7 separate regions of the Mus musculus genome follow, and regions 1, 2, 3, 5, 6 and 7 are each linked to region 4. The links are chromatin contacts, called in public HiChIP or PLAC-seq, Micro-C and promoter capture Hi-C maps. All regions are on one chromosome and are shown on one strand. The core of a region is the stretch at or near the end of the contact, and the rest is flanking DNA. Distances in the headings are between cores, read along the strand shown.

Region 1 (3,106 bases), core at 396-2,895, 1.5 Mb after region 4:
CGCAAAGAAAAAAAGAAAGAAAGAAAGAAAGAAAGAAAGAAAGAAAGAAAGAAAGAAAGAAAGAAAGAAAGAGAGAAAGAAAGACCTGCTACTGATTTATTTTTCTGAACCCAGAAAAATAGCTGTTTTGCTTTCAGGGGTAGACCTGATAAATCTGCTTCTCTCTCTCTCCCCAGGCTCTTCTGCTCCAAAGCCCACCTAACATTTCACAGAAACACAAAAACCAGACAAATCAAAAGGGCTGGGTGGGAATTCGCATGTGTTGGCTTAACTTTGGTGCTGGGAATAAGATCTCACGACGACCTCTGGGGCTAAGGGATATGAATTTCCCCAGCTCGGACCTGGCAGAGCGACATCAGATGACCACGCTGACAGTCATGTTCTGGCCATGAGGCACAATCTTGCGGGGCCAGGACAGCAGCATCTTGCGCAGCTCCTCTCGAAAGCTGTCGTGCAGCCATGCATAGATGAAGGGGTTGTAGCAGGCGGAGCTCATAGCAAGCCAGTGGCAGAGTAGCTGCACCAGCCCGAAGGCGTAGGGGTCGATGGCACGCGGGTCCAGGTCTCGCAATAGGTTGAAAATGTGCAGCGGCAGCCAGCAGACCGCGAACACTACCACCACCACCACCAGCAGACAGAAAGTGCGGCGGCGACGCGCTCGGTCCCAGTCAGCTTGACTCTGGGTCACGCTGCCAGGCACCACGCGGTTCCTCAGCTTCACTGACACCCGTACGTAAGACAGGAGGATGGCCAGCAGGGGGAGCAAATAGGTGCCCAGAAGCAGCCCCCAGGCGTAGATCTGGCGTTGGCGCTCCTGCGAGCCCCAGAACTCCTCGCAGAGGCTCACGTCGTGGGGCTTGAGCTCCACATGGTAGGTGTGCACCGCGGCCGGCAGCGCCAGCACTGCAGATAGAGCCCAGATGCCCAGCACCGCGTAGGCGCTGAGCCTCAGTGAAATGCGCCGACGTAGCGGGTGCACCAGAACCACATAGCGGTCCAAGGCGATTGTGGTGAGTGTGAACACCGATACATAGACGGTGACCGGCTGCAGGAAGAAAACCAGATGACACAGGCCTCCACCGAACACCCAGCCCCGAGGTTCAAAGGCATAAGCTAGCGTGAGAGGCACACAGGCGGCACACATGAGCACGTCGGACAAGGCCAGGTTGCCAATGAGGAAGTTGGTCACGTTGTGCAGCCGGCGCACGCGCGCGATCACCAGCACAAGCAGGCAGTTGCCCACCAGACCCACGACCACCACGATGCTGTACAGCATCACGATCAACCCCTTCAGCTGGTGCACCAGCTGCAGGCTCTGGAACGGCGTGACTGCTGCAGCTCGGGGAACCGTTGCAGACAGGTTGCCCTCCGAGGCCTCTGCGCTCTGGTTGGCTGGAGTCGAGCTAGCTGGCAACAGCCCAGAAGACAAATCGGGGTCTCCAGTGGTCTCAGTGGACAGTGAGGTCATGGCTACCTGTTCAAAGGTAATCAAAGTTGTCACTTTCCATCTTCCCTCGTGTACCTTTTCCCACCACCCAACTCCTCTCTTGGACACAAGACCCAGAACATCAAGCGCAATGAATGTTGTCCTTCCAGTTCTATAAAAATAAGCCTAACACAGGTTCTTTAAACAGCTCCTATTCGTGGATAGCTCTCGCGGTCCCCGGAAGGCAGACCGGGGAGCTGGCCCTACCTGTGAGCAGGCTTGGCTGGCGGGAAAAGGCTCTCAAAGGCGGGAGCAGACCGCCTGCTGTTCCTCAGGGGTCCTCAGCCAACAATGGACGCTCGCTCGGGTTGCTCTCTTCTACTAACGGATTCAGTAGTTCCCAGTGGGTCAGCAGCTTGTGAGGGGTCTGGGAGCTCCTCCCCTCCACCTCTTCCTGACTTCAGCTCTCCCTTCAATGGAAGATGGGGGCGGAGCTTACTGCCCAACTCTGTGCTTAAGAGGAGCAGCATGTGTAGTAGGAATAAGCAAGAAAGGGGGTGGGGCCAGGAACCTGGGCCCCACGCTCCAGGGTGATCTCCACTTCGGAAGTGTGCAGTGCCCCTGGAGAAGCTGTTCCAGAGGGGCGTGTCCCAGGGGATGACAGAGGAGGTGCGGGAAGCGCCAATTTGTGATGTCCACCAGGTGTAGTCTCCAAAGGCTGAGAGGATTTGGAAATAGGGAAATGTAGATAAACTAGGGAGTGAAGGGAAGTCCTCACAGGACAGCTCCAGATCCTGCAGAGCTCCAACTGCAGCTGACAGAGTCGCTAGAGTTTGGGGTCTAGCAGAGCTTTGTTATGCTGCACCTGTCGCTGGTCAGGGATTTTAGGGCTCTAGCACTCCAGTGTATCCTTTGAGCCTTTTGCAGGTGTGGTGGCCAGAGTTTCCTCTCAAAGGGAAAAAATCAGCACCACGGGCAGCTCCCCAGTGCTGTGTGGGTACGGCGCAAGGGGGCTCGCGACAATCGAAATTACTGCAGCTCTGTGGATCTGAGGCTTGCTCCCTGGAGCAAAAAAAAAAAAAGAAGTGCAGGATGGAGATTGAAGGGTGACTTTGGCTCCGATATGGATCATCACCAGGGACCGTGCCATCATTTACCTCCCTAGCTCAGAAAAACGCAGCCATCAGGCCAGTTTGTGCTCTATAAATTCACCCCAATATCTGAACCCTGCCACTCTTTGCTCATTTCTCTTTGTCGCTACAGCAACCCAAGGCGCCACCTGTCCTAGCAGAGATTGTTGAGTTCCTGACTTTCTTGTCCTCCTAGAATAAAAGCCCTTCCTATGTCGGTTTAGATATTTTTTTCTTTTTTACGTACTAGCGGTTGCAGGGTTTCAGAAAGAATAACAAAGGTGACATTTGAAAAGGTTAAGTTTCATAAGATCTTTAGTAGCATGAAGTTGTCACTGAAATATAAGTTAAGCTGCACAGTGAGAGGTCTGTCAGGAAAGGGGCTTTGTAACCACCCTGTTCAGAAGCCAGGGCTTCTGAAGGAGGCTGAGTTTCAATGTCTAGTCCTCTCTGGTAAGCCCTACTTTAGCCTCTGGGGCTTCAGATATCTCAGTTCTACTAGAAAGCTTTAACAAGTCATTCCACTCTTGAAATTCCAGTGAGTCACTCA
Region 2 (2,786 bases), core at 243-2,742, 1.3 Mb before region 4:
GCACTTATGTTTTATTCACCAAAGGAGAACAAAGCAGCTGCAAACAGAAGTGGGCTGATAAACATTGAAAACGCACACAAGTTAGAGGACTTGATCCGTTTCTGCTACCAACACGCACCTCAGCCTTTCTCATGCTATTCCCTCATCTGCGAAATGGGGTTAATAGAGGATTTTCTCTGTGAATTGGGATGATGGAGATTAAAAGAGATGACGTGGGTACATTATTCCCAAAATAAACTCGGAGTGAATCTTAACAATAATATTATGACTGTGGTTACAACCAAAACTTTTCTGCTCCAGCTGTCAGAAATGTCTGGTGAGTTTCACAATCTTGTTCGTACCGCCTGCTCCTTGGTGGAGCTCCAACAACTCTCGAGGGTGCTTGCCTGCAATTTGTGCACAGCTTCCTCTCAAGGGTTCAGCTAACAGGCCCGTATAGAGAAAAGTAGAAGACATATCTCAGCTTATGCAATTAAATCTTGGAAAGTCATCTCAAGGAAGAAATAGATGCCGCTGAAAACGGGAAAGGGCCCTTTCTGGAAATCACTTCTGCTTTTCTGAAGGAAAAAAAAAAGCCCCGATGTCGCAACATTTTTCAAGAGAGAATAGTGTCCCAGACGAAGGAGGAAACATAGACAAGAGAAAAGAAGATTTGGTGAGGTTCCGAGGCAGCGTCGGGAGGGGTGGCTCTCGGAGCAGTTCTTTGTTGGGCATGAGGAGCCCCGATTGGGCGATAAAGAGCCGCCGCGGCTGAGGTCGCCCCACGGGAGCAGCTTCGCGCCCCATGCAGCCCCTCACCCCACTCCGCCCTGTCCCTGCACCCCATAACGTGGTCAGACCGCGGTGCCTTTAAGACTTTGCTGGCTGCACATGCTCAGCTCTTTGTGTGTAGTTGGGAGTTTTTAAGAAAAAAAAAAAAAAGAAGAAGAAGAAGAAACGTGCAGGAGACTCGGGGAGCGCTGGGGCGGGCGCCTCACTTTTGCAGCCCGCGGAGTACAAGGTTGCCTTCCTGCCGAGGCCCCGAGGTCGGAGTGGGTTTCTCCTCCGTGGGCTCCGCGGCGCGGGCCACACCTGGGGACGCACTCCCAGCGGTGCCCGCCGGCCGGGTGGGCGCGCGGGGGAGTCCCAGGTCCCCGTCAGGGGCCGGGCGAGACCACCGCGCCCGGACCGAGGGGGGGGGAGTGGCCACGAGAGTGCGTACGCACAAGGCTGCGGGGACGTCTCTCCGCAGTTTGGGCTGCGACCGCGGCCACAGCAACTGTGTCTGGAGGACGGAGGGAAGCAGGCTGCTGCGGTATCTCAGGCTAGCAGGAGTACCGCCGGGTACCGACAGCCGCCCTCCCCTCCCCGCGTGCTCCTGTTGGACGCGCCCATCTCGGGGGCTCCCGCGCGGCCCCGCCCTCCCGGGCGAGCCTCGGCATTCGGCGCGGGGCGCGGGCGAGGCGGGGCCGTGCGGGTCCCCTCCCCCTTCCCGCCCGGTCCCCTCCCCCTCGGGTCCCCTCCGGAGCGCGGGGCGCCGCCGGCTCTTCGCTCCGCTCCCGGAGCTACCGTGGCTGCAGGGTTCGGCTCGCCGAGGACAAGGTCAGGGGAGCGGGCGGCGATGCCCGAGTGTGACTGGAGGCAGCCGACCGGAGGCCGCCGCGCCTGGGATCCGCCGCTCCGGACCGGTCAGCGGGACGGGGGTCGGCGCCGTTGAGGAGCCGAGGAACAGCAGCGGCGGCGGCGAGGTCCTCTGCGGCCGGGATCCCCGCTCAGCGGCATCCCCGTGCGCTCCCGCGAGCGCAGCCCCGCCGAGCCGGGACGCCGAGGAAGATGGAGCCGGGGGTCCGGGCCCGCTCGGGTGCCCCGCAGCCGGCCTCCCCGGTGCTGTGGAGGGCTCGGCCGGCGGGCGGTGGGGGCGCCTCCTCCTGGCTGCTGCTGGACGGGAACAGCTGGCTGCTGTGCTATGGCTTCCTCTACCTGGCGCTCTATGCTCAGGTGTCCCAGTCCAAGCCCTGCGAGAGGACTGGCTCCTGCTTCTCCGGTCGCTGTGTCAACTCCACCTGCCTGTGCGACCCGGGCTGGGTTGGGGACCAGTGCCAGCACTGCCAGGGCAGGTTCAAGTAAGTGCTACCGTGGGACCCCAAGCCTCAGCCCTGCCCCGCCAGCGTAGCTCCCCGCCCCGCTCTGGCCTCGGGGTCCCCGGGAGGGGGCCCTACGCTGCGCCCCTCCAGCCTCCGGGTGCCCCGGGGAGCTCCAGCAGGCGCCCAGCCCGGGCTGACTCGGTGCTTTCCGCATGTCCTCAGCGGCTTGTCATCCTCTGCGCAGAAAGAATGTTCTCACTCCAATTCGTGCCAAACTCCGCCAATTAGGACAGTATCTGTTTCCATCAGAAACGGAGGAAATAACTCATGAAAAATCCATGAACATTGTGAGAAGTCAGAGGCGTCAGGGTTTAAAGTTGTGGCCCAGCTCCTTCCCTGTGCTGTTCCTCTAGTCAGAGAGCACGCCTCGGTTTAGTAATCGTCGAGTGTGGTAAATAGGGTTTACAATGGGCAAACTACGATCTGTACCTTGTTATAAGTTTCTAGGTTGGTCCTCTCACCCATTTCCCCATAAGTCTATAACTTACTGGAATTTTACGCCTTCTATCCAGAACCTACAGAGAGAAATCCAGGCAGCAATTTAAGTTAACTCGATCAAGGTTATGCAGAAAATGCTGAGTCGTGATTCCAGTCCAGCCAGCTTCACTCCAGAATATGCATTTAGAGGTGTTGGGTTTATCAGGACAGTCATGGCTTTGTGTG
Region 3 (2,948 bases), core at 81-2,580, 1.6 Mb after region 4:
AGGCAGACCGCTAAAAAGTTCAACCTGCGGTAGGATCCTGGTTACAGTCACTTGCTGAACCGCTTCTCTGGAACGTGATTTTACACATCAACTTCAAAGACTTGTAGCAGTTCCCACTACATAGTAGAAGTAACTAAGAATTCCCTGACAGGATGCAAAAACTCACAGAGAACAAAGAGTTGCTAGAGACCAACGTTCAGAAGCCCGATTTGCTAAAAGTACAGCGGCAAAGAATACAAGAACACATTTCTTTGCTCTCTGGTTGAAAAAAAAAGACGAAAGGCCTCTAACGAAATTCAAGACCGCCTTACTTTTCCCTCTCGCTCTGTAAGGTGAAACTTTGAAGGGGACACCCTAGAGAAGAGCTTACTAATGTTGAGAGATGATCAGGAGTATTAAAGATCTTTTCTAAAGCATAAGCTGAGGCTGCGCAGGTGTAACAGGCAACACTGGCTGGCTGGCCGGATACTGGCCGCAGACACCGAATCAGGGTGGGAGGGTTAAGAGAAGGAAAGAGAACTAAGCCTGGAACAAAGGAAGTGGAGTTACTCTCAGGGCGGGGGGATTCCACGAGCTGGTGTGGAGAAGCCTGGCTGGGGGGTGGGGGTGGGGTCGTGGAGGAGGGACAGACTCACGGAACTTGGAGGTGGAGGTGTTGATGTTGATAGTGGAGCTGGAGGTGGGGGCAGGGGCCGTCTTGGCCACCGCGGCGGCTGCGTCGCAGCTCTTCAACATCATGATCACCCCGTTTGGTTCCGGCAAGGGCGGAGGCCCCATCGGGAGCCCTTCCTTAGGACCCTTCCTCTCCATGGAGCCCGCGTGCACAGCCAGCAGCTGTCCCCCCGGGAGTTCTCGGCCTGGATCCGGGATGGACGACGAGGGCCGCGGCGGCGGCGGCGGGGGCAGCGGCGGGGCCGGCGGAGGCTGGCGGAAACTGTCCGCGGCGGCCTCCCAGTTGTTGTGATTCTGGTCGTCCATCATTGCCTCGTAGGTGAGCATTTCCTCCTCCTCCATGCTCTCCTCCATCCCGCCGGGCCGCGGCTTCCCAGGCACCTGCCCGCCCACCTCAGCCCCCGGGCCTGGGAGCGCAGAAGCCGCCTCGAGTTCACATCGCCCGGAGCCCTCGCGGGTGCGGCGGAAAATCCAGTGGCGCACCGAGCGCTTTCGCCCTCCGTCAAGACGACTCCGCCGGAGGAACCGCTGACTGAGGTGGGCACTCCCGGGGTCTGGTTCTGAGAGGCAGCCGCAAAGGGCTGACGTCCCTCACGACATTTTACAGCAGTTTCTTCTGGCCTTTGGAAAGGGCTCTGGGGGAGCGGCCAGGAAGGCACGTGATGCGAGGGACGGCCTGGAGAAAGCTGGGCGAAAAGGGGGCGGGAGCTATGAGTCACCTCAAGGCGAATGCACCCAGCGGCGCGATTCCCTCTCCCTCCCCTCCCCACTCCCCCCTCCCCATCAGTTTAGACCAGGTGTCCAGACCCGGATTCGCTGGCCCCGCCCCCGGCCGACATTACGTGATAAAGGACTTTGGTCTGCGCACGCGCATTCTCTAACTTGTTGCCACAACTAGTCTGGGTGTGCCCGAGAGTGGACCCAAAAACGGCGCACCAACGCTCTTATGTTTAACAGCCCCCTTCCCTTTTCTTTTTTAGTCTTTTCGTCTTTTCTTTTTTCTTTTTGTACTCCAAACTGGGCTCCAACTAACTCCAAGCAGTCCTCTTTCCTCAGCCTTCTGAGTGTCCCTTCATACCCCATGCTGGCTAACCTTTCCATAGTGAGGGTCCCCCACCGACACAGGCTTTTTGCCACCCAGACCTTGACCTCGCAGCCTGAGCCTTTGCTTGGGGAATGAAAGGACAGTGTGGCAGTAGGCCCTGGGTACAGACTCCAAAGGGTAGACTGTTGGTGTGTGCCGTTTTTTAGCCCTAGGTATCCCAAACTAAGAAGGACAGAATATTGATTCAGAAATTGCACAATATACATTCCTTCCCAGAGTATGTGAAACATTTACAAAAGATAAACATACTGTGTCTCTAAGCAAGTGTCTCTGCATGTCTGAGGACTGACATAACCACATTCTCTGACCACTGTGCAGTTAGAAACTATTAGGGTTCTCTAGAGTCACAGAACTTATGGAATGTCTCTATGTATTAAGAGAAATTATTGGGATGAATGACAGTCTGCAGTCCAGCTAACTTAGCAATGGCCAGCTGTGATGGGGAGCTCTAAGAATCTAAGTAGTTGCTCAATCCCACCAGGCTAAGTCAGCTGGTCTTCTGTATAAACTAGAATCCTGAAGAAATAGGTTCCAACAGATGTGTTGGCAAGTGCAAGCAGGCAAAGAATGAATGCTTTTTCCATTGTCCTTATGTAGACCTCCAGCAGAAGGTGCGGCCCAGATTAAAGATGTGTACCACCATGCCTGGACCTAAGCTTTTGTTTAATGGAACTTGCTCTGTCTCAGGCTGGGCTTGAACTCAGAGATATGCTTGCCTCTGTCTCCTGGGATTAAATGTGTATACCATCTTGTCTGGGCCTAAGCTTTTCCTGGGCACTGTGCCTCAAGTTCTAGATCAAAAGTGTGTGTCATCCCATGTCAAGACCTGGGTGTCTTCCAGCTTCAAGATCGGGATTGCAGGTGTTCCCTCCATTTCTGGATTGTAGTTCATTCCAGGTGTAGTCAAATTGACAAACCAGAAATAGCCATCACAGAAACCATTAACTGAAGGATAACTGGTAAGTCCCCACTGTGTTAATCTTTTATCAACTCATCAATCTGAAAGTGACTATGAAAACTTTTAGAACTGATGAGATTGGTACAATTATAGTAAACTTTCCTAGAAGGCCCTACTCTAAGGAGTTTTTCCCAGCACACTGTTAAATACTGAACTGTTCATGTGTATTTTGTTAAGATACTCCATATATAACAAGCTTTCATTAACGTGGAA
Region 4 (2,764 bases), core at 76-2,575:
TCTGTGGTCCAGGTTTCAAGTGGGCAAGGAGATCAGTAGAAAGAGCAGTCTGCTGGGGGGGTGAGAATGTGAAGCACAGCTTTTCTTAAGACACAAAACTCAACCTTCACAGGATGGGCGAAGGAGGTACCTTCCACAGGAGGCGGGTTGGTATGAGGACGGCCACACCCAGGAATAAAAGCAATGGCAACATTGTGGGCTCGTTTTTAAACAAAGGTGCACTAAAATCCCAGCTGTGAGCGCTCAGCTCTGCGATGGACAAGGAGATGACTAAGTCTCTGCTTCCACCATCCAAGGACTTGCAGCCAGCCAGAGGGGAGGGCAAGTGTGTGATGACCCATCACACCACAGAAAGGAAATCGTCCTCAAAGAGAGTCCAGAGCAGGGAGGAATGGGTCTCGGTTATATAAGCGTACTTACAGAATCAGGTATTTTATCCACCTACATCCAACAGTACATTTATGGAAAACAACTGTTCCCAAATGCCTCTTCGCACTCGGGGTTATTTTAAGTGATTGTCCAGCGGACAGAGCAGGTAAGATTACGTTTTCCAGATGAGCAATGAAGGCACAAGTCTTTTAAGCAACCTGCTTTCTGTTGGGAACATAAAACAGGCAACAATAAAAAAAAAAAAACACGAAAACACCCTGTCTGTCTCGGCCCACTCCTATCCATTACTTGGATCGTCCTGCACCATCCAAGTAACGAGCACAGAAATAAGTTCTATCATTGCGTCTGGTACCTAACTGTCACAGTAAACAGGCAGCCCGCTGCTACAGACCATGACCCAAGGACTTTCTCATGGGCTGCGTTTTGCATGGCCTCCACCTCGCCCTGGGTCTCTCCAAAGCATCATCAGTCTTACTTCCTACACTGGGTTTCACTCTCAGTAATCTCCCCCAAAGGGAGCTTTCTGAGAGAGAGCATCACGAGGCGTGCAGCAAGCACAGTGCGTGGGTTGGAAGGGATGCATGCCCAGGACCTCCACGGCTCAGGAAGGGCACCCTGGGCTCTTGCATCCCTCTCCCTCGTTAACTGCAAGAGTTGAAGTGGCGGGTACCGCTCCCCAGCTTCTGCAAAACGAACTCAAACAATCGTTAAATGCCTCCCCGTCTGCAAAACTGTCCGAGGAACAGTGACAAACGGGGACGAGAGAGCACTAAGAGCGAAGCATTGAAGAAAGGCGAAGTGCGGACGGGACAACGATGGGTCCCGAACGGAAAGCTTGAGTCTCGGTCCACCAAGGGAAGGAAGCCTCGCGAGATCTAGGGGTCGTGATCTCGTTGCGTTGCCTAGCGACAAAAGGACGCTGGCGGGCCCCCTGGCAAAACCCCGCTGTAGCCCTAAGTCTCCTACCATGGGAGATGAAGACGGCGGCCGCAGAGGCGGGATCACTAGGGACCTGCAGAAGCTGAAGCAGCAGGCGATGGCGTACTACCAGGAGAACGACGTCCCGCGCAAGCTGGAAGATCTGCTCAACTCCACCTTCTACCTCCAGCCTGCGGATGTCTACGGGCACCTGGTAGGGACGCGCGGGGAGCTCCCTCCTCCCTCTGGCCCACGCTGCGGCAGCGCGATGCGTCTGCGCCTGCGCAACGGAGTCGCGCCTGCGCGCTGCTGGGCAGAAGGGTTAGGGGATGCCCAGCTGAGAGCAGGGCGAGCGTGCTGCGCGGGGAGGATGCGGAGAGTTGACAAGAGGACCCTGAATGGGTCTGTAGCTCAGGTCTGCTCCGAGACTGGCGAGCTTCTTTTCTATCCAAGGAGCTCACCTGCCGTTGGTTTTCTAAACCACAGACCTGACGCTGAACTTACCTTACCTGCGGGCGGGGACGCAAGCTGGACCACGAAACGAATGCCAGGGACTTGGCTGCAGCCCACCCCGGGTCCCATTCCTTTGGCTTCCACTCCCCCCTGATGTCTCAGATTCCAAGTCTAAGCTCCCAGGTGTGAAAACCTCACGCACCCTGCATTGGCTAGGTACCCAACGTCTCGGGCCAGTGACTGCCAAAATGCAGATTTCACTCGGAGGCCCTTCTCCGTTGTTGACTGAGTGTCCTTGAGCTCTCCTAGGGCCATCCTACAGTAATCCTTTGAGTTACCTAATGGTTGGCTGCTGAGGAGGGGGATTCCTGTGCATCAGATGTGACTTGGAAAGGAGTTGGGGTACCTACCACTCGTTGTCTTCGTCTCTAAAAGCTCTGCAAGATTTAAAACAAACAAACAACCCTCCCTTTTTTAAATAAAGAACTTGGGCCTCAGGGCTTTAACTAGTACCCCCACCCTCACCCCTACCCCTGCACTGTGGGACAAAGGGACAATTATAGACTTTTTGTGGAATAGGTGAGTGAAGGCCTTATAAAGATTTCAATCCCTCTCTCTCTTGCTGAAGGAACTGTTAACTCGTTGTCTAAAAGGACACCTCACCCTGTCTCTTCCTAGTCTGTTAGGCAGCCTGGCACTGGTTTGTACAGCTCTTTGGGAACTCCCATACCTTAGTTAGGGGCGGCCCCATTTGCTTTCTATCCTTTGCTACAACATTCTGACCAAAAGCAACTTAGGAACTTGTTTATTTGGTTTACATTTCCATGCCACAGCCCATCACTGAGGGAAGTCTGGGCAGGAAATGCAGCAGAGGCTATAGGAAGAAAAAAAATGCTGCCTACTGGTTTGCTTCTCATGGCTTGCTCAGCCTGCTTTCTTGGACAACCCTGGTCAACCTGCCCAAGGGTGTCAGCGCCCATAGTAGGCACAGCGCTCAGAAGTC
Region 5 (3,155 bases), core at 181-2,680, 1.6 Mb before region 4:
CTGGCTTTACATTAGTGCCTCTCCCAGCATTCGGAACGGGAGTAGGAAATCTACCTACTGGCTCAGTTACAGTTCTAGCTAACTTGTGCGTCTTAGAAATTAGGGACCAGGCAGATAAATCATTGAGTATTGATATTAACCCATAGCCAAACATATATTTTATTGTGCTTATAATAAGTATGCAAAGTTAAATATCCATCACACACAACTTGTAGCCCGCCTAAACATCACTCCCTACACAAGTTGTGGCTGCAGGACATTGTGAAAATACAAACTGCCATGTAATTAGCCAGGAAAATTATTATGGTTGATAAACTGACCAAACCTCATAAGTAGTATGAATAATAACAACAAACATTGTGTGCTCTAGGATGGAGCAGGAACAAGGACCTTGAACGTGGCAAGGAACACAGCTCAATGTCCAACAAATAACAGAGGATGTTGCCAGCGTTTTAGTTTACAGAAAGCAAGGCTATGCTTACCTGCTTTTGAGCATAGCAGAAGCAAACAACCAAAGCATGAGAAAGACTCGAGTCTCCCCTTACCTTCTCTCTTGGTTTCCTCTCCTCTTGTGTTGTTACTAATGTTATAACAAGGAGGAGAGCCTGTGATCCCCGGCTTTCTTCACTGCTACATTGGTAACCTCACGGCCCAGAATGGCAGAGCTGGATCCAAACAGGCTTCTCAACCCTGCTCAGAGTTGCGGCGCCCTCTTCTGCCCTCTGCTCAACGAATTATACTATCAATAGGTATTTTTCATCCATGTTAATGAGAAATCTACTTCACCCTAATGCAGAACTCCCCGATCCTTTTCGTGAAATGCTAATACCAGCTTGAAACAAAGTTCTTCAGATTTTCAGAAGTTGCATCAACCATCTTAAAATGGTCAGTGTTTCCTCTACGCCTTGTTTAATACACATTTGCATAGTGTTTTAGGAAGCCTCCAGCCCAGGGCTCATTAACTTGAGGCTTCACTCATCGGTGTTAGGCATCCTGAATATTATTTCCTTTTCCAGAAACACACTGAAACCTTGTAGGCCACCATCCTGCGTTATTTAACCGAACCCTCATCCCACGTGTCCATTTGGCATTTCCGGGTTTTGATAAGGATAAGCTATTTTAGTCTAGCGGGATCTTCCCACCTGCATTGGATGCGGTCGAATCCCTAGCACGTGGACCCGCTGTCCGTTTTTTGCGTTCGGGATGCTGGTATTTTCCCAGCGGCCTTCCAGTCTTGCCCTACGTATGGTACGCAAGCGCAGCGTCAACACGTCGCTGCCAAATCCTCACACTGCTCTCTGGTCACCGAGAGACGAGTGCCAGCACCGCCGGGTGCGCCACGCCAGGCCCGCCCTCCCTCCTGGCCTCAGCCTTTCAGCGCCCCGCCGACCCCGCCCGCCCTGCTCTCCCCATCGGCCCCGCCCTCAAGTCGGCCCCGCCCTCCCTGCTGGCCCCGCCCTCCCCGCCCTGGCCTCTGCGCGCCCCGCCCCGCGTCCAGCGACGCCGGCAGCGGAGACCTGGGCTTCCCCGGGCCGCATCAGCGTCCCCTGCAGGCCGCGGCGGGCACGGCAGCCGGAAGAGCCCGAGCTCCTGCCACCGTGTCCGCGTCGCCGCCGCTGAGCTCCGCGGTGCCCCGATTGCAGCCGAACGACCTCGGAGCCGCCCGCCGCGGCCCCGCGTCCTCCGATCAGAGCCGCCGCGCCTCCCGCCCGGCCTCCGCCCTCCGCTCCCCGCCCGGGCCCGCCCGCACCGGCCTTCACTCTGGAGCGGCCCGGGCAGCCGCAGCAGGGGCGGCGGCGGCGCATCGAGGAGCTCTCCAGGTCGTCCCGGGAGAAGCTGCTGCAGTCCCGGGACAGGATGTTCTCCAAGCTTACGTCCATCCTGCAGCATGCCGTGGAGGCGGTGAGTCCGATTGGGGTGCGGGGGGCTGCGAGGCGCGGGGAGGGAGGCTGCGGCGAGGCCTGGGCACCCCCGGGGCCTCTGCTCTCCAGCCGGGGACCGGGCGGCTCCCGAGGCCTCCTGGCCGTTAACCTCCGGGGCTACGTGGCCAGCGCCGCGCAAGACAAAAGAACGGCGGTGCTGGTGGGCAGGGCTTGCTTTTGCTTTGGTACGGGTGAGAGAGGAGCGGCGGGGACCCTGGGGCCCGGTCCACACCGGTACCGGCTCTGCCAGCTCGGGCCCAGCGGCCCACCTCGGCCGGACCTCGGTGATCGATCTGCGGGAGTTTGCGGGTCCGCGATCGCCCAGCTCACACCATCTGTTTCCCTTTTCTTGTCTGTAATGCGCTTCCTGGAGGCTCTTGGCGCAGCCTGCAACCGCTGTACTGTGAGCCTGGTCCTAAACAGCACCGGGGGGACAGAACTCAAACCGCCAAACGTACAGCACCCAAAAACCTAGGAAGAGAATGCTTTTCTTGTCGGTGCTAAACGCGACCCTTTGCTTTATTTTACTAGCTAATTTTGGACTGAGTATCATCCTATGTGAAGAAAGTTACTGTGTTTTTTTTTTTTTAATGGCATTTTCTTTGCATATTGAGAATGGCCTAATAGTAGCACTTTCAAATTCACATGACTTTCTAAAGAAAAGTAAAAAGATGACAAAATACCACGGTGGTTTTTAGGGTCAGCTAAGAAAATTAGAGTTGTGAGTTTCAGATATGGAGACAAAATTTTAACACAATTGCTTTTTACATACTTCGTGGAATTTGGGTTTCGCTTGGTGGCACATCAAACAAGAAAGAAATGGGGTTGCCTGAGGAGCAGTGTTGACACATGGGGTAGAGAACTGCACTCTAAGATGCCAATTCTACTTTTCTTGCTTAATATGGAGTCAGTGTGCAACAGCATTGGTAAAATAATTTTTAAAACTTTTAACAACACTTATATTGATATTTTGTATTATACTTCAGACTATAAAGAGTCATCAAACTTTTAAAGTTCAACATTGCTTGATATAATGATAACTAAAAGATAACTATGAATAAATTATATGGATGAAACCCTGGGGCCTGCCGTGTTCTAGATAAAAACACTCCCACTGGATTTTATTTTATTTATTTATTTATTTATTTATTTATTTTTGAGATAGAGAATTGCCCAGTGCCCCAAGGTGGCCTTGAACTCATTGAGCTCTGCTCAGACTGGCCTCGAACTTCT
Region 6 (3,155 bases), core at 449-2,948, 1.5 Mb before region 4:
GGAGAGGAGAGGAGAGGAGAGGAGAGGAGAAGAGGAGAAGAGGAGAAGAGGGGGAGGGGGAGAGGGAGAGTGAGGGAAAGGGAGAGGAGAGGAGAGGAGAGGAGAGGAGAGGAGAGGAGAGGAGAGAGATGAGGGAGAGGGGAAGAGGAGGAGGGGAGAGAGGGAGAGGGAGGGAGAGGGGGAGAGGAAGAGGAAGAGGGGAAGAGGAGGAGAGGGGGAGGGGAAGAGGGAGAGGAGGGAGAAAGACTAGGAGACTGGCTTGAGCATTTGAAACCCCTCCAAACCCACCCCAGTGACACACTTAGTCCAACAAGGCCATAGCTCCTAATCTTTGTCAAGTAGCACCACTCCCTTAATGAAAAAGCATTCAAATCTATGAGGCTGTGGGGACCATTCCTATCCAAATCACCACACAGTTAGAGAACAGAGAACATAGATTAGAGGGTAGCAGAAAAGAGATATGGTGGGGGTGGGGGAGAGGGAAGGAGAGATGGCAGACTGTCTTAGTCAGTCTGAAATATAATATTAAATAAAATGACCTGTGAGTTAAAGGCTTGTCCAATGTGTAAGATGTTGGCTACTTTAGGAAATTAGAGCTTGATTTTTCTAATGCCCAGAATACTCTATCTGTAATGATTCCTCTGACATACATTTGTTGCGTGAATGGTAGACGTGTAACTGGCATCCCCTGACTGGGATCATTAGGCAATGAGGCATCATTAGGGAAGAATGTTAGCCTGGCAGAGCACTATGAGAAAGAATGGCTGTAAGGCAATGTGGGGAAACAAAGAAGACAAAGTGGCTATCCCATAATAACCACACTTCCATTTAATGCATTTGGGGAAGAAGTAAAAGGATTTTTTTTTCCTCTCTTAGAGGGACAGCCTAATGCGAGGTCTGCAAAGAGTTTAAATATTAATTTAAACCATAGGCGTTTTTGTTGTTTTGGGTTTTACTTGTTTGTTTGTTGAGATAAGGTCTCAGTATGTTACCCTGGGTGGCCCGGAACTCACAGAAATCCACCTGCCTCTGACTTCTAAATGCTGGGATTAAAGGCATTCACTGTAGGGGGCTAGGGGGAATTTATGCTAGAGTGAGTTGGTAAATCCTGATCGGACACATTAGTCAAACAATGAATTTTGATTGTTGGTCCTTGATGTTTTGTCTCAGGAATGAGACAGTGGCCAAATAACTGAATGGACCTTGGGGCTAGCTTTAGGAATGTAACCTACAGTTTAGCAGGGGAGAAGGAAAAGGGGAAGAAGAGTAAAGCCTGTTGGTGCCATGTTTGCCATGCCTGTTAGAGAGCCCTTCATGCACCACCACGAATGGATCAACCATATATAGTTTTTGATTCCTATAAAGGAATAGAAACTCCAAAAGAACATTAACATTTTTTTTAGAACTGTCAAAAACTGCAGTCAAAAATTCAAAATTCATACACACACACACACACACACACACACATGCAGGTTATGGGGGGGCGGTACAGAAAGGAAGTGACTCTACCTCAAATACACAAATTAGGTGTTTGCGTTGGATAGTTTACAGCGGCAACTCCAATGTACCTCTTCACGACTAAGAGCATTTGGTAACAGAGATATTAAAGGTTCCAGCAGAACTCCGAGATGCCAGAGCAAGCCATTGGCCTATACCGAGCCTATGGACTACAATTCCCAGAAGGCCTTGCAACACATCGGTGTCATCTCTGCTCGCCTCTTGGCCCAGGCCGTGAAAGCATGGCAGCTGCAGAGGCAGAGGTGGTTTCACCTCTGATTGTGGACACAGCTCCTGACACTTCAGGAACAGCCGAGGCCTCTGTAGCAGCATCGGTGGCGGAAGCGGCCAGGACTGAATCGCAAGCCCCGGCCTCCAAGGCCGCCCTGGCTGCTAAGCTCATGTCGCTGAGCGGCGTGTTCGCCGTGCACAAGCCCAAAGGGCCCACTTCAGCCGAGCTGCTGAACCGGCTGAAGGAGAAGCTGCTGGCAGGTACTGCCGCCCGGGTAGGGACCAGGCTGAGGAGTTCTCCACCACACTGGGATTTTTATCTCTAGTCTTTCTTCTTTTACTTACTGACTTACTTTGTGCGTCTGTGGCTCAAGATAGAAAGAGTGACCACCGAATTAACTCTGGACGAAAACCCAGGGCATCTTAGGCTTGGACTTACCCAAGTGCACACTCTTTCAACAGTGGCCCTTTGAGCTTCTCACGGGAAGTACGTGTAGAGTTGGGGGACCAGTCTGCATATACAGGTTTTCACCCTGGTGGCTGCAGCCCAGTTTTCTGTAGTTTGATCCCTCCCAGGGTTTTTGTTTAACTCTTGCGAATGAGTACCACCAGAGGAAATGCAGGCTCTCTACCCCTAAGTTGCAAACTTAAAAGTTTATTTGAAAAGCACATAGGCTGAGTTAGCTAGGATTTAGAAAGGACACCACTTTCACCTTTTAGTGGGCACGGTGATTCGTCTTCTATACAAATGCAGGTTCCTGATCCCCACACTTGCAGACCCTGAAAGTCTGAAGATCTGGGATTATTTTGGAAATTGTGCTCTATTGCTTCAGATTGTGCTTTCTTTCTTCTTCTTTTTTTAATGTAGTATTTTTTGAGGAACATTAAAATAGAAGATGGCCATTTTTCTAACCATTCTTCCTCTTGATCATTTATAACAGGAGCATTAAAAAGCCAAAACCCTTTAGTTTTGTTTTGCGTGTGAATGTGTATGCAGTGTGAGTGTGTGTTTGTAGGTGAGAGGTGATGTTGGCCATCTTCAGACATGGCTTTCCATCTTGTGTATTGAGCCAGAGTACCTCACTTGAACCTAGATCCTGCCAATTAGGCAAGTCTGCCTACTCAGCTTGTTTTAGGGACAACTGGCTAGGAATCAGGGTAGCATTCAGTGTCACCCTCGTGTTTATAGGGGTGCTGGAGATCCAAGCTCTGGTCCTCACTATTGCTTGGCGAGCACTTTACCCTGTGAACAGTCCCCACGGAGCCTTTCTTTTACTGGATTCTCATGTTAAGCTGCATCTGTGGAATCCTATAGGGACATAGGATGAACAGTGGCCGCCTCTTCCCTTAAGTCGGCTTACAGTCTTGTGATCTCTGCAGTTCCAGATTCTCCAGAGCTTCAGCTTAGCTTGTCTTGTTACAGGTAC
Region 7 (2,767 bases), core at 205-2,704, 1.3 Mb after region 4:
ATATAAACGCAGCTTCTCTCCTCTACCTCACTAGATGATCAGTTTTCAGAGGCTCTGCACAGGGTCCACTGAAAAGGGGCAGGAAACCAAGTTACAACAAAAGACAGACAAGCAGCAGGAGAAAAAGAAGGCAGACCTGTCACACACCACACACAAACCAAGAGGCAGGCACTAATCTTCATCACAACACACATTAGAAACTAACAGCAACTCTTTCTACAACTGGCCAAAATCATTGTGATCCAGTTACGCCTGACAGCTTTAAATTATGAACTTTTAGAGGGCAAAGTTGGTGGCGAATTCTTGGAGACAAAGATTTGGGAGACAGGTCAAATCTAGGCAAATTTTACTAATAATTTTTTCTGCACTTTTTGCATATGAAAAAGGGGAGATATTATACTAAGTAACACACTGAGAGTCACATTTAGAGATTTGAGAAATGTATTTCTAGACCACAAAACTGGTTACAAGCAATACCCAAAGGATAAAATCTGCGCATCCAACAAATTTTCTGTCTCTACTATGCCAGAATTTAAGCTGCATTTCCATCAAGTGGCTGTCTTATGTATTCGATTTTAAATAATCACAAACATCTAAATTTAATCCTATTTGTAAAATAATTATAACCGCCATCCTCTAACCTATAAGAGCATAATAAATAGTTCCTGAACTTTGGAACTAGTTAACTGACACACTTTTAGGCTTAAGATTATCAACATTAATGTAAATGTCTTATTTATTGTTAGAAAATGTGTTCCTTTTTCTTAAAACGACACAGAAAACCCGAGGGGAGTCAGGGGCCTCAGTTCAGATATACTTCAAATAAGTTATTTATTTTTTGTATTTTTAATCTTAAGGATAGGTGAGTTTGAATTAAAACAATGTTTACAGCCAAGGCTTGGAACCCACTTTCCCCCGGGACCCTCTCTAACTTGTGTGGAAAGATTTTAAACCACGCAATCCATGCCACTGTACAAGTACTTACAAAGTTCAAGACTGAGAGGGTGGCTCTGAAAGGCACACCCCTTCCCGCACGGACAACCTGGAACTCGGCGGCACTCACCCGGTGCGAGGCCGCACCACCTTCAGCTCTCCAGCCGCGTCAGAACTCGCATCGGGACGCCGGCGGAGCGGCGAGCCGCGAACCTCGCTCTGGTCAGCCGCAGTTGCTGTGTGGGCTTTCGCGCTCCTCGCTGGCCCGGGACCGGACGGCTACCTCACGACGCCCCCGGAGCCCAGCGGCGCCCGCCCGAACCCAGGGTTTTCCAAGCCCGCTTCGGCAGATCTGCGAGGACGAGCCGCCCCGACTCCTGCGCCGCCCTCCCTGCCTCGGAACACAGCCCGACAGGCCGCCGCGAATCCTGCCGCCAAGTCGCGCCTCGCGAAGCCGAACTTACCAGGGAGGAAACAGCGGCTCGGCGGCCATCTTAGAACCCCGCCAACATCGTGTCTTCTGATTGGCTCGGGCGGATCAGCCAATCGGCTGCGGCCGTTCTGGCTCTATGGTCGCCCAGGGAACAGCCTGGCTTGCCTAAACGCCTCTGCTAAGAGGAGCCTGTTGAGGTTTTGTTTTTGTTTTTTGTTTGTTTGTTTGTTTGTTTGTTTGTTTGTTTGTTTTTCTCCTTTTCCTCACTTTAACCAAGCGATTTTTTTTTAAAGTTTTGTCCTTTCCTCGCTCCTTTCCTGTGCTGGTGAACTTGGCTAAAGAAAATGCTGACTTCGATGCCCACCTGAGTTCAATGGAGAACTGTAGATGATCTCTTCAAGGAAGGCTTTGCTTCCTTCGCTTCCTCGCCACCCCTCTCCCCAGCCTTTCCTATCTTTTTGCGTATATTTGAGTGTCCACTGTGTTCCAGGCCTCATGCAATTCTCAACCGGATTCCAGTTCTCCAGGGACTTTCCAGTCTGGTTGACCGAATCAAATCCAGCTAAGCACCCCCTACTCAGAAGTTGATTTACCAGGCTGGCATAGTGTATAGGTCCTGATGAGGGGTTTACCGGCGTGTAAATGAGGAAAAGAGCAGAAATTTTCACCATGTGAAAACAGTAAATCCAGGCGATGATACGGGGATGAAGTAGGACCACTTCAGAAATGCTTCCATTTTCTGAAGTACTGTTCTGTACTCAGATTATGTTTCTATTTTCTTGTGATGGTTATATAAGAAACTACAGGGCTGAGAGATAGCTCAGTAAGAACCTAAGTTCATTCCACCCTCAGAATCCGTATTTTAAAAGCCAGGCATGGCAGCCAGCACTGTGGATGCAGACAGGCAGACTAGCCTACGAGGCAAGCTCTAGGCCAGTGACCACAAAAGACAGGTGGGCAACCCCTAAGGAACTACACTTTCGAGTTGTCTTCTGACCTAATGCACATGCATTAGAACACATATATGGCACATGCACATACAAAATACAAAGCCTTGAACAAGTTTAAAAAAACTTATGAAAAATTAAACTTTGCAGAATTGATTTGAACAAACAGTTGTTTCATGAATAGACTCTGGCCCAGTCAAAGTTCAGAGTGTTCCATCAGTGAGCAAGCAATCTTTGTAAATTAAAAAAAGGTAAAAAGAAACATATAATACTGTGGTTGGTCATATCTTAGTATTTACCTTATAAAAACATGGTGTGATCAGCTGTCATACTGACTGGCTAAAAGTCAACTACTATGACTGACTAAGACTCAGCAACACGTTATAAGAATACTAACATACTCTTAAGTGAAGCTGCAGTTCAAGCTATTTAGTTTTTCAAAGGAAGGAGTTGG

What was found. Promoter capture Hi-C pulls out the DNA fragments that hold promoters and counts their contacts. Hi-C and Micro-C count contacts between places; a contact is called where the count stands out from the background. HiChIP or PLAC-seq counts read pairs in DNA pulled down with a chosen protein or histone mark.
Region 1: a contact with region 4 is called in a promoter capture Hi-C map of hippocampal neurons, with 5 times the contacts expected there. The contact joins the promoter of Prlhr here to the promoter of Eno4 in region 4. A contact is called at or near these places in 3 of 39 promoter capture datasets (embryonic stem cells, hippocampal neurons and liver) and 1 of 115 datasets of contacts at active chromatin or transcription factors (astrocytes).
Region 2: a contact with region 4 is called in a Micro-C map of embryonic stem cells, with 5 times the contacts expected there. The contact joins the promoter of Atrnl1 here to the promoter of Eno4 in region 4. A contact is called at or near these places in 1 of 39 promoter capture datasets (pre-B cells) and 1 of 484 Hi-C or Micro-C datasets (embryonic stem cells).
Region 3: an H3K27ac HiChIP or PLAC-seq map of embryonic stem cells shows a contact between it and region 4, with 11 times the contacts expected there. The contact joins the promoter of Cacul1 here to the promoter of Eno4 in region 4. A contact is called at or near these places in 4 of 39 promoter capture datasets (the 3T3-L1 cell line, hippocampal neurons, liver and 1 more) and 2 of 115 datasets of contacts at active chromatin or transcription factors (astrocytes and embryonic stem cells).
Region 5: a contact with region 4 is called in a promoter capture Hi-C map of pre-B cells. The contact joins the promoter of B230217O12Rik here to the promoter of Eno4 in region 4. A contact is called at or near these places in 1 of 39 promoter capture datasets (pre-B cells) and 1 of 115 datasets of contacts at active chromatin or transcription factors (astrocytes).
Region 6: a promoter capture Hi-C map of liver shows a contact between it and region 4, with 4 times the contacts expected there. The contact joins the promoter of Trub1 here to the promoter of Eno4 in region 4. A contact is called at or near these places in 4 of 39 promoter capture datasets (hippocampal neurons, liver and pre-B cells).
Region 7: a promoter capture Hi-C map of liver shows a contact between it and region 4, with 3 times the contacts expected there. The contact joins the promoter of Fam204a here to the promoter of Eno4 in region 4. A contact is called at or near these places in 4 of 39 promoter capture datasets (the 3T3-L1 cell line, hippocampal neurons, liver and 1 more), 1 of 484 Hi-C or Micro-C datasets (CD4 T cells) and 1 of 115 datasets of contacts at active chromatin or transcription factors (pancreatic cancer cells).

The regions. Positions count from the first base shown.
Region 1 is chr19:60,466,659-60,469,764 of GRCm38.p6, forward strand. Prlhr (prolactin releasing hormone receptor) reads right to left here and starts at 1,646. Exons shown (of 1, transcript NM_201615.2): 1 at 75-1,646. The coding sequence starts at 1,468. The coding sequence ends at 356.
Region 2 is chr19:57,609,542-57,612,327 of GRCm38.p6, forward strand. Atrnl1 (attractin like 1) reads left to right here and starts at 1,493. Exons shown (of 29, transcript NM_181415.4): 1 at 1,493-2,102. The coding sequence starts at 1,813.
Region 3 is chr19:60,579,693-60,582,640 of GRCm38.p6, forward strand. It overlaps Cacul1 (CDK2 associated, cullin domain 1), which reads right to left and starts at 1,331. Exons shown (of 9, transcript NM_030197.2): 1 at 636-1,331. The coding sequence starts at 1,026.
Region 4 is chr19:58,942,100-58,944,863 of GRCm38.p6, forward strand. Eno4 (enolase 4) reads left to right here and starts at 1,326. Exons shown (of 14, transcript NM_178689.4): 1 at 1,326-1,522. The coding sequence starts at 1,358. It also overlaps a transcript of Hspa12a not described here.
Region 5 is chr19:57,359,469-57,362,623 of GRCm38.p6, forward strand. It overlaps B230217O12Rik (RIKEN cDNA B230217O12 gene), which reads right to left and starts at 1,431. Exons shown (of 3, transcript NR_040316.1): 1 at 546-1,431. It overlaps Fam160b1 (family with sequence similarity 160, member B1), which reads left to right and starts at 1,541. Exons shown (of 17, transcript NM_145505.4): 1 at 1,541-1,902. The coding sequence starts at 1,858.
Region 6 is chr19:57,451,208-57,454,362 of GRCm38.p6, forward strand. It overlaps Trub1 (TruB pseudouridine (psi) synthase family member 1), which reads left to right and starts at 1,699. Exons shown (of 8, transcript NM_028115.3): 1 at 1,699-1,989. The coding sequence starts at 1,740.
Region 7 is chr19:60,225,247-60,228,013 of GRCm38.p6, forward strand. It overlaps Fam204a (family with sequence similarity 204, member A), which reads right to left and starts at 1,455. Exons shown (of 8, transcript NM_001358273.1): 1 at 1,398-1,455.